Regions from separate parts of the Anas platyrhynchos genome. Here region 2 is linked to region 1. Evidence: chromatin contacts called from public Hi-C data. All regions are on one chromosome and are shown on one strand. Each heading gives the region's core, a stretch centred on a gene start, on an enhancer-like site or on the middle of the called end of the contact. The rest is flanking DNA. Distances are from core to core; before and after follow the strand shown.

Evidence for each region. Hi-C and Micro-C count contacts between places; a contact is called where the count stands out from the background.
Region 2: a contact with region 1 is called in a Hi-C map of subcutaneous adipose tissue, with 3 times the contacts expected there. The contact joins the promoter of NHSL2 here to the promoter of FAAH2 in region 1. A contact is called at or near these places in 3 of 8 Hi-C or Micro-C datasets (liver, skeletal muscle and subcutaneous adipose tissue).

What each region holds. Positions count from the first base shown.
Region 1 is chr10:8,703,655-8,708,788 of IASCAAS_PekinDuck_T2T, reverse strand. It overlaps FAAH2 (fatty acid amide hydrolase 2), which reads left to right and starts at 2,759. Exons shown (of 11, transcript XM_027465126.3): 1 at 2,759-3,066; 2 at 3,178-3,260; 3 at 3,357-3,490; 4 at 3,620-3,829; 5 at 4,211-4,330; 6 at 5,013-5,134. The coding sequence starts at 2,869.
Region 2 is chr10:8,857,887-8,863,020 of IASCAAS_PekinDuck_T2T, reverse strand. It overlaps NHSL2 (NHS like 2), which reads right to left and starts at 2,054. Exons shown (of 8, transcript XM_072043144.1): 1 at 1,312-2,054. The coding sequence starts at 1,618. LOC113844715 (a long non-coding RNA gene) reads left to right here. Exons shown (of 2, transcript XR_005268114.2): 2 at 1-3,697.

The DNA of each region.
Region 1 (5,134 bases), core at 1,510-4,009:
GGACCAAGGGATGTCCCCGAGGTTTACCCGTGCTCCTTGCCCAACCCACCCCAAAACCCAGGAGTGGAGGGGCCAGGGGCTGGTGGGGGGCACCCCACAGCCCCCAGCTGTCTCCGCTGAAGCTAAGGACAGCCTGCACTGCAGGTCAGCTGCGGGACGGTGACTTTGGACAGGTACCCGCGTGCTCTCCAGCTGGTATTTCGGAAAGCTTCCCGGGTTCCTGCACCCGTTTCTCAGCAGGCCCTCCCCCTGACAACAAGCAGAAGTTCCTGCGAAGCCTGCTCAGCTCGGGTGCGAGGTTCCTGGAGCTATTTCGGAGAATTTCTCTGAAACCCCTGTGTGCTGCACCCTGGTTATTCAACAGCCACACAGCACAGCAGGCGGGCTGGCTCCTGGCAAGCGCTCAAGAAGACAGATAATGGAAACGCAGAGCACAGCATCGCTCAGTGGTGGATCTGATTAATGGCAGGCTCGGAGGAACCTCAAACTTGGTGGGTTGGGTTTCTGTATTATTATTACTATTTGTTTTTGTTTTCTGGGAAATAAAGTGTCTGAGGTGTTGTGTTTCAGGCTGAGCATTTAAATGTCCCTCCTCTCTTCCCCCACCCCAGCAACGTTCTGCACAAACCAGTTTTCTCCTGAAGCTTTACATATATGTTTTGAATGACTCATTTTGCAAAGAATTGTACTCCCAGGATTATTTTTTTTTCTTATTTTAATTTCCTGAAAGCCTTTTCTTTTTCTGCGCTGGAGAAAAGACCCTGAGCGGCTCGGTGAGCTCGGTGAAGGTCACCAGAACACAGCACCATCCATCAGCGCACGCCTCTCTGCTTCCCACCAGCCTCGAGCTCTGCTGCTGAGCTTACTGCATGGTTTCTTGGCCAATTAGTGTTACAACATACATACATGCAACAAGCAGAACCACGCCAGCTTTCCACACGTTCTTGCCAATCGCTCTTGTCTTTTTAAGCCTTTGTTAATACTGAAATGTCTGGTGATAATGACAGGCCTAAGTCCCAGGGATGCAAGACCCTGAATCATGCTTTTCTTCTCCTTAGCTGGGGGACAGCTTTGGATGTGTGAGCTTCACTGCTTATTTCCAACCTCCTTGCTCTCGGCTGCTTGTTTTTTAATCAGCTTGGAATTAACTGGCTTATGGGGTGTTGCTTGCTTGTTGGGTTGATTATGGCCATTGAAAAGCAGTCTTAATTTTGATCTTAGGCGTCCTGGTACTTTATTTCTACAGCACCTTCTATCTCATCTTTCCATTTTTCATGGAAATGAAGTTCCTCTGGGATACCATGAATTATGGTAGCTGTTCTTTTGGCTTTGCTCCCAGAAAGCTCGTCCTAGTGAGAAGCAGCACTAGCTGCGATCTGGGGCAGCACTGGCACACAGCGTGATTAGCGGGGACGCGGGGCACTGGTGCCAAGTGACCGGGTATGAATTTCAAAGCTGTTCTTGAAGATGACGAAGATGAAGGGAGACACTTTGCACAGCAAACAACACCAAAGCTGGGCTGCCTAAGGAAGAGCAGCAAAGGGAGAGGAGACCTTGGGCAGAAGAGATTTTGCTGTTAGCCCTCTCTGCCAACATTTGGCTAGGACTTGAGGGGGAACGGCAAATTTGCCAGAAAAATGACAAGAGCAGCACTGGGACGGTGATTAGGAGGGGCATTCTCTCCATCTCCTTCCTGGGGATGGATGCACGTCAGTGCTCTCGCTCTGGCAGAAGCCTGTGGGGCTGACCCAGGCTCCCCCAAGCTCCGAAGTTGCCTTCTCATTGCTAGCTCCACCTCAGCAACACGAAGGTGCCAGATTTCACGGGCCAAGTGTTAACAAGTCCTGGCTTACCATTTCTTCTAAGCAGGTGACTTTGGGGCTTTGCTAACCCACGATTACACAGAGACGCAGACACGAGGAAACCTTTCTAATCCGCCCCTGTCGTAATCTGAGGGCGTGTAGGTGCTTAGATATTGCAGGGGAAAGTGCAAAGACTACCTGAGGACCTAGATAAGGCCACCTGTGCGGGTGTTTCAGCAATGTCAGGGCACACGGAGTGGTTCCCTGCTGCTGCACTGCCGGAGGCACACACGGGGACACGGAGCGCGGCGGGGGACCCGTGCCAGCGCGTGGTCAGGGCAGACCTGCCAGGGGAAAAAAAAAATAAAGAGATTGGGTTATTAAAATCACCAGGGGACAAAAAAAAAATGTCCCATCTCCACGTGGGACAAAGAGACTCCCCCGCCTTTTACAGGGAAAGCAATCTCTTTGATAACAGCTGTATATATATATATATATAATAATAATAATAAAAAAAAAACACTCTATCGTGATGACTTGGCTTTGATGCTAGGCTTGTTTCCACAGGGCAGAGGTTGCTCCGGCATCCTCGCGGAGCATGCACGCCCCAAGTGACTCCCACAAACAGGCTGGCTTCGCAGGCACAAAAAAAACCTTCAAAACAGCCAAAAAACCGAGATTTTGGGTCAGGATTTTGGTCCGGGGGGCGGCGGGGGGGTCTCCAAAACCCTTTAGCTTCAACTTATTTATTCCTTCCCCGCACCCCCAGCTCCCACAGCGCTCTCCTTGGAGGCGATGACCCCCCCCGTTCCCCGGGACCGCCCCGCTCCCCGGCGGCCATTTTGCCGCGGCGCTGCGAGCCCGGCGCCTTACGCCGGCTGCGCACCCTACGCCACCTCCGCAGCGCTCCGCACCGTTACCGCGGCAACCGCGCCCTCCTTCGGGCGGTGGCTCCGCTGTTTACGTAGCTTCCCCGCCCGCACTTGGCGCACTTGGGTCACTAGGGGCACTAGGAGCACTTGGTGCACTTGGAGCACTTGGAGCCCTAGGGGCGCTGGGAGCGGCCATGGCGCTGTCTCGCGCCGAGCGCTGCCTGGCGCTGCTTCTGCGGCTGCTGTCCCGAGCCTGCCTGGCGCTGCTGGGGCTGGCCGCCCCCTCGCCGCCCCGCTCCGTGCCCCCCCCGCGCCGCTCGCTGCTGCTGCTGCCAGCCTGCCAGCTGGCCAAGAAGCTCCGGCAGAGGGAGGTGGGCACCCCGGGGTGCTGGGTATGGGGATTTATGATTTATTTGGGGATTTATTTGGGGGGTTGGGGGGGTGTAGGGTGAGTTTTGGGGCAGCCCCCGTCGCTCAGCGCCTTCCTCCCCCCCTTCCCCAAGGTGACGTGCGTGGAGGTGGTGGAAGCCTACATCGAGAGGATCAAGGAGGTGAACCCGCTGATCAACGCCGTCGTCAAGGACAGGTAGCGTGGGGGCTACCTTATCCCCTTTATCTCATCCCTTATCCCTTATCCCTTATCCCCAGCACCTGAGCTGCCTCTCCCCTGGGTGCCCTGCAGGTTCGAGGAGGCTCTGCAGGAAGCCCGGCAGGTGGACAAGCTGCTGGCAGAAGGTCCCGGCGATGACTACCTGGAGGAGAAGTTCCCCTTCCTGGGGGTGCCCATCACTGTCAAGGAGGCCTTCTCGTTGCACGGTGGGTTCCCCCCTTCCCCTGCCTCTTGCACGCAGCGCCTTGGGTGTTAGGTGGCCTCTGCGGGGAGCTTGGGGGGAAACAGTGTCCTGCTCCCCATCTGCCTCCCCTTTGCTGACCCTTCCCTCACAGGGATGCCCAACACCTCTGGCCTGGTCAACCGCCGCGATGTCATCGCCACCTGCGATGCCACCGTGGTTTCACGGCTGAAGCAAGCCGGCGCCATCCCGCTGGGGGTGACCAACTGCAGCGAGCTGTGCATGTGGTACGAGTCCAGCAACAGGGTCTACGGCCGGACCAACAACCCCTATGACCTGCAGAGGATCGTGGGGGGCAGCTCAGGTGAGCACGCTGCTCCGGGGGAGGGAAGGGGTCAAAATGTACAAAGGAAATTGCTCTCGCTGAACGCTGCTTTCACTCGCTGCCGGGTTCCTGCAGAGCTTGCAGGCATTGTCCGGGGCGGTGCAGGAGGTGATTTGTAGGCCCAGCGTCTTCACACCTCCTAGGTGTTACACTTGGCACTGCTTCATCTTGTTATGGCTACAAAGCACAATGCAGATGTGGCATTTAAGCAAGCAAAAATCCGCTTGGCCTGTTTTCCCAGACATTGCAAAAGTGGCTGGGGCCACTTTGCGTGCACACAAAGGGAAGTGCCTACCGCGGGGTGCTTCTGCTTGTTCTGTGCTATCGACCACTGTTTTTGCTTTATTTTCTCCTGTGCAGGAGGGGAGGGTGGCGTCCTTGCAGCCGCCTGCTCGGTGATAGGTGTGGGCTCCGACATCGGCGGCAGCATCCGGATGCCGGCTTTCTTCAACGGCGTCTTTGGCCATAAACCCACCACAGGTGAAGCTCTGCAGGTGAAATGCACGGAGGAGGAGGGCGGTGGGAGGAAGCTCTGCTGGTTGCCTCCAGTGGGTTTTGCCACCGTGGGGCTGCCGGGCAGCGACAAGCAAATTCTTGCACGGGGCAAGCCCATGGCGTGAGCGCCGCAATGAGAAACCATCTGATGGCAGGACGTCAAGTGCATGGGAGGCAGGAGGTGTCTTGTGACAGGTATTGCATCCCCAGCGTGGGATGTTTTCCCAGCACCGGTATATGCTGCTTGGGTGTTTCCCTGACAGCAAGGACACAGGGTGCTTTCAGGTGGCGTCAGGGGTGGTTTTCAGCCTGGAAGGGTGCTTGGCTGTGCCAGCCAGCTGCTTTTGCCCCTTGTGCAAATTGCCCTGGGGTTGCAAACGCTCTGAGGAACACCACTGGAAATTCCTGGAGCTCGGGTGCAATCCTCAGGGTACCTCTGCAAATGCCTGGAGCAGGAACACAATCTCCAGGGCACCGTCACAAATTCCTGGAGCAGAAATGCGGTGCCCAGGGCACCGCTGCGAGTTCCCAGGGCAGCAATGCAAACATTGGATGTGCAACCCCTGAGCTGCAGTGGGAGACCGTGGTGCTGCAGGGCTCGCCCCATCTGGCACTGGTGGTGCTGGGGACACAGCTCGTGGTGAGTGACACCTCTCCTTGCTTGCAGGAGTGGTCCCCAACGACGGGCAGTTCCCCATCGCACAGGGGGTGCGCACCAGCTTCCTCTGCACCGGGCCCATGTGCCGCTACGCCGAGGACCTGGAGCCGATGCTGCGGGTCATGGCTGGC
Region 2 (5,134 bases), core at 805-3,304, 150 kb before region 1:
TGGCTGGAACAGGAGGCTCCAGGCGCGCTGGCAGTCGTGGCATTTTCAGCTGCAATGTTCTCGTTTGCTCTATTTCATCCTCAAGATAACGTACTGGCACAATTGAAAGGAGATTTACTTGTGCCAACAGATTTTGAAGATCTCTACCAGTTTAGAAGATGGGCTGGCAGCACGGAGGGGACACACAGCCTCAAGGGCTGGGAGAACCTGGGCAGATCTAGTCCTGGGATCAGGGACAGCACGTTGGTGAGCCCAGCCCAGGGCTCCCACAACCCAAAGACCAGAACAACAGCTGTCACAGGGGTATTTAGAGAGAGAATTTGATTAAATTATAACTAGCACCTGGTGGAGGCTTTAGCATCTACACCAGGTGCTGTTAAAGAAGAAGACAGCTGGGAAGGGGTCACATCGTGGAGTGTGCTTTGCCTTTGGTGTTTTCTGGTGCCTTTGCCTCTTCTGGAGTGGCACTGCCTGTGACATTTGGGATGTTTCTCCATGGGTGACACAGGAGCACTTCTGAATATCACAATCCCACAGTCTCAACCTCAACGCTGGCCCAGCCACAAACCTAACAAATATCATGATCACTTACTCTCAACCTTTTTTTCTTTTCCTTTTTTTTTTTTTTTTTTTTTAATCTTTTCCTGAGCTCTGACTCAAAAGCCAACCCACGCTTTAAAATAACTTTGCTTCTGTTTTCCTAACCGCCTAAGTGAGCTGAAGGCAAACCATGGAACAGCTGCTGGCACCGACCTTCACCCTGTTCCCAGCGCTCAGCTTTTCCCCGAGCAGCCAGCGCCCACCTGCAGCCTGCTTCTGCAGCTTAGCCCCACGTCCCCCTTCCAACTTCTGCTCTTGTTTGCCCTAGCACTGCTGGCACTTTCCTGGAGCAGGCTTTGCTAAGAGCGTGTGCGAAAGCTCCTGCTCCAAATGCCCTGAGATTTTAGTGCACAAACATGGGCTGTGAAGGGATGAGGGTGCCCGTTTGTCACAGGGCTGCGTTCCTCCTGGAGGAGCCCTCCCCATCTCCCCCAGGGTTTGGCAGGGCTCGTCACACCGCAGGCTGCCTCAGCAGCTCCGTCCCTGCCATTAGCATGCGGTGGCGAGAGGAGTGTCACGCCAGGTGATCCATCACTGTCACTTCCCATTACGATAATAAATGTCTCCCGCTTCCTAATTTGCTGTCCTGGTCCTGCCAGCCGTGGCTGCGTTCCCTGCACATCTGAAACGCGCGGAGAACGTTGTCATTACTGCCCGTGTCATTTGCTAAGTGTCTCTCAGCTAGTTAAATAAATGTTGGTGAGAACTTACCCACATTACAATGTGCTGCCGGCTGCTCGGGGAGCACGCTCTCCTCCTGCCTTTGCTGTCTGGCTCCTCTCCTAGAGCGTGTGGAGAGGCAAGGGTGGAGGTCGGTGTCTGCGCACGCACTCGGTGCCCTGTTCCCCAAATAAGTGCCAAACTGGGAGGGCAGGGACCCAACACAGTGGAGACGCAGGGCCAGCTGCCACCCAAGCCCGGTGCTGAGCCCTACCCAAAGCACAACCCCTGCACTTCGGATCCATCTCAGAGGTGAAATTCCCTCTTCCTGCTCCTGCCTCCCAGGCCCCTTAACCATCCTTCTAGTTTCCAAACCTTTTCCCTAGCAGCACGTCAGACAAGCTGTTCTGTCGCTAACATGTGCTGGTAAGGTCACATACGGCTGCTTGTGCTTTAGCTGTTTTACTCATGAGCAGAAAACTCTGGGACCTGGGCCACGAGCTAGAGCCAAATCAATGAGAGCTGTTGTTGGCTTGCGTTTGCTGAAGAAGAAGTGGGATCATGCAGAAAACAAGGAGAGTGGAGAGCTCTTGCATCGGGGCACCCGGCGTTTGACTCCACGCCAGCAAGGCTTCCCATGGGAAACGTCTGAGCAAGACACGAGAGGCCAAGGAGACGTGGGAGCCCTGCGACGGGAGGCATTCAATCTGCTCTGCTTGGAGCTTTTGTGCTTCTTTCATCTGCGTCAGAGTTTCGGCAGCAGCTGAGCTTTCCCATGGAGGCGCGGAGCTGTGCTGCAGCGAGTGGTGGGGTGGGGAACTCTGCAGAAGAAACGTGGGACGATGCACAGATCATCCCTACGGTCACAGACACACAGAATCACAGAACAGCCCGGGATGGAAGAGACCTCACGAGGTCGTAAGGTCCAACCTGTTGTGGGGAAAGGGAGCCTCGACAGGAGGCACCCTGAACGGTTGCATCTTGAAAGTCTCCAGCGATGGGGGCTCCAGCACACTCCTGGGGAGGCTGTGCCAGTGATTGATCATTCTCACTGTCATTTTTTTTTCCCCTGGGAGGAGTGCACGGGTGAGAAACCGAGGTGCCAAATCTCTTGTTACTGATGAGTTACTTGGTGCCGCTGCAGAAAGCCAGCAACAGGTCAGGACAGCCGGTGGCAGCTCAACCAGTGCCTCCTTCAGGAAGATGGGTGTTTTGATGATCTGCTGATCGAGTTTGCTGATTATTCAGCAGTTCTGGATGGGCTTGAAAATGAGTTTCTTCATGGGTACACCTCACCCTCTGGAATAACCGATTTGGTATCCATTAATACATACCTTACATTTCATCCTTTCCCTCAGAGGGGGCTTTGACTTTGATCCAAAGCTGCTGAATTGTGGCCAGCAACCTGCAGGCGGCTTTCCTTCAACTCCTGGGCCAGCTGGAGCCCCACCGGGCAGAGTTCAGGCCGTGCAGCACTCAACAGTAAACACAAAAACACAGCTTGAGACACCTACAGCCACAAACCCCAGCTGCTGCGAGCCGTGATCCCGTGTGCCCAGACCACCCGAGGGTCCAGCACACACCATGGCACGGGGAGCAGCAGAGCAGAGCAGGATGCCTCAAATTTCTACGTATGACCAATTTCTCATAGCTTGTCCAAGCTCTGCTTTACTTCGGCATGTTCCTAATGCAGTGTTTGCATGCACAACTTGCCTCTTTCAGGCAGAGGGCAGTGAAGTTGCCTTCAGATATACATTTTCTTAGTATTTCCCTGATTTTCAGAGGTTTAAGCATGGTCAGCTCCTAATTTTCAAAACTGAGCTTTGCTGAACTTCCCATCCTAGAAGGACTCAAGACACCAGCAGTGATGTGGGTTTCTCCCCTGTGGTGCTGGTGCATGAACGAGGACGCTTTCGTTCCCCTCGCGTCCTTTGAATTTGTGAGCAAATAAGGAAAATACTGCATGAAAATAGCTCCATGGACAGCGGGAAAAGACGCACCGCCAGGTGTCACTGTCCTGGACGGTACCTGGAGGATGGAGCTGAGGACACGTCCATCAGGGGACAGCAAGCCCTGCGCCTCGAGACCCTGCTCTGAGCGGTCAGCACGAAGCTGTGATCTTCCCAAACCAAGCAGGATCCGTCTCCATCACCTCTTTGCCCCATCTTCCCTAGATGGACTCAGACAGCGATGGGAAAACATCATTTTATCCTCAGTGAGGGGTTTACAGCAAGGTCCCTCTCTGCTGAAATTTGGCTTTGTATTTATATTCAGCGGCTTTAGCCCTCTTCTAATCTAAACTTTTAATGTATTGGTGCAACTATAAATGGCTGAGCAGCAGCCATATACAATGCAGCAATATGTTTAATTAGATACGGGCTACTTTATATGCAACATTTATTTTAAAGACATATTAAATTACCAGCATATTTTCTTCCTCGGTTTGCATAAATATTTATAGGGCCCAGGGGGGGACTGCCTCTCCCGGCAATAAATAGTGTTACTTTTCGATATTGAAATACACATTTCTAGAACGGAAATGAATTATTTATCCTCCTGGTGTGAGATGTGTCCAGCACCAAGGCAGGCTGCGGCAGAGGAGCATTTTCCGTGGATTTCATTCCTCGGTGGCTCTGCACAGCCCCGCCGGGTCCCATCACTTTTGGCTGGGCAGCTGCACTGGGTGAGGTGGTTACAGCTTGTGGGGCCTGTCCTCTGGGTGTCACTGTGCAATTGCTCTAGAATTGCTGAGCATCACTGCTGGAGATTTGGCCCAAAGAAGAAAAGGAAAATATTTCTCATCGCCTGCAGCTGACGGCCAAGCGCTCTTGCTTGTTTTGCACTTTAGTTCCCCTTGGCTCGCTCGAGCCTGCCTGCCTTAACTCCTGCTGCAGCACTCACCCAAACCCTGCCTCCCTCCTGCCTGGCTCCTCTCCTGCTCGCAGGATGCACAGGCACCTACCTATGACCATGTGGATTCAGAAGCGGAGACGCAAAGAAGGCTGTGGGCAGCACCAAGCTGGGGGAACCCTGGCCTCAGTCCTTCACGTTTTGCCAAAGAGAGGTGACCTCTTTGAGAAGCATTAATTCATGTCTCAGGTGATGGGAAGCTGCTGGAGAAGCCAGCAGCCCAATGATCCAGCCCAAAGATCCAACGTTAAGATCTGTATCAGTGACCTAACAGGCATTAGGTGAAGCCTGTTATCAGCTCTGGGGCAGGAGACCTTCACAACAGGACTTTGCAAGAGAAAAATTTCCATCAGAAAAATTCCCACAAGGCAGGGCTCAGCTTCCCAGACAGCAAACTGCAATGGAAATGTTCCTGGAAGCAGCTTCACCTCCAGACTGGAGGAAACCATCTTCCAGGAGCACCTCCCTGCTCCCCAGACTGAAGAGATGCGAGGAGTCCCTGGATATCCCCTCAGACCCAAGGCTCTGTGACAGCCTCTAGTACCTCCTGCTTCAGGGTGCTTTTTCTCTCTTCCAGATCAGAACAGAAACACCGACGATCCTTCGTGCAAGAGGGTTGCCATTCTCTGCCCAATGTTTTTTGACTTGAGATGGGAGAGACTTGAGGCTCACAAGCCCAGGAAAAAGGAGCACTGGTGAATTGAGAGGAGCTGGCAGTGTGGCACATCCACGTCTTGCTGCTCTTGGGGAACACGCCAGCACTCACACAGCTCCCTGGCACATGTGAGGACCAAGGCCAGGGAGAGAATTTTTTTTCCATGTGCTCATTTGAAACAAGTGATGAAAGCCCAGGCCATGGGTGCAGCACGGCCAGGCCACAAAGCCCGTTTGTTTCCACCTGGGACCCAGGGCTGAGGTCCTGGGACATGGAGAGCCAAACCTGGTGCCTCGCTGTCACGAAAAC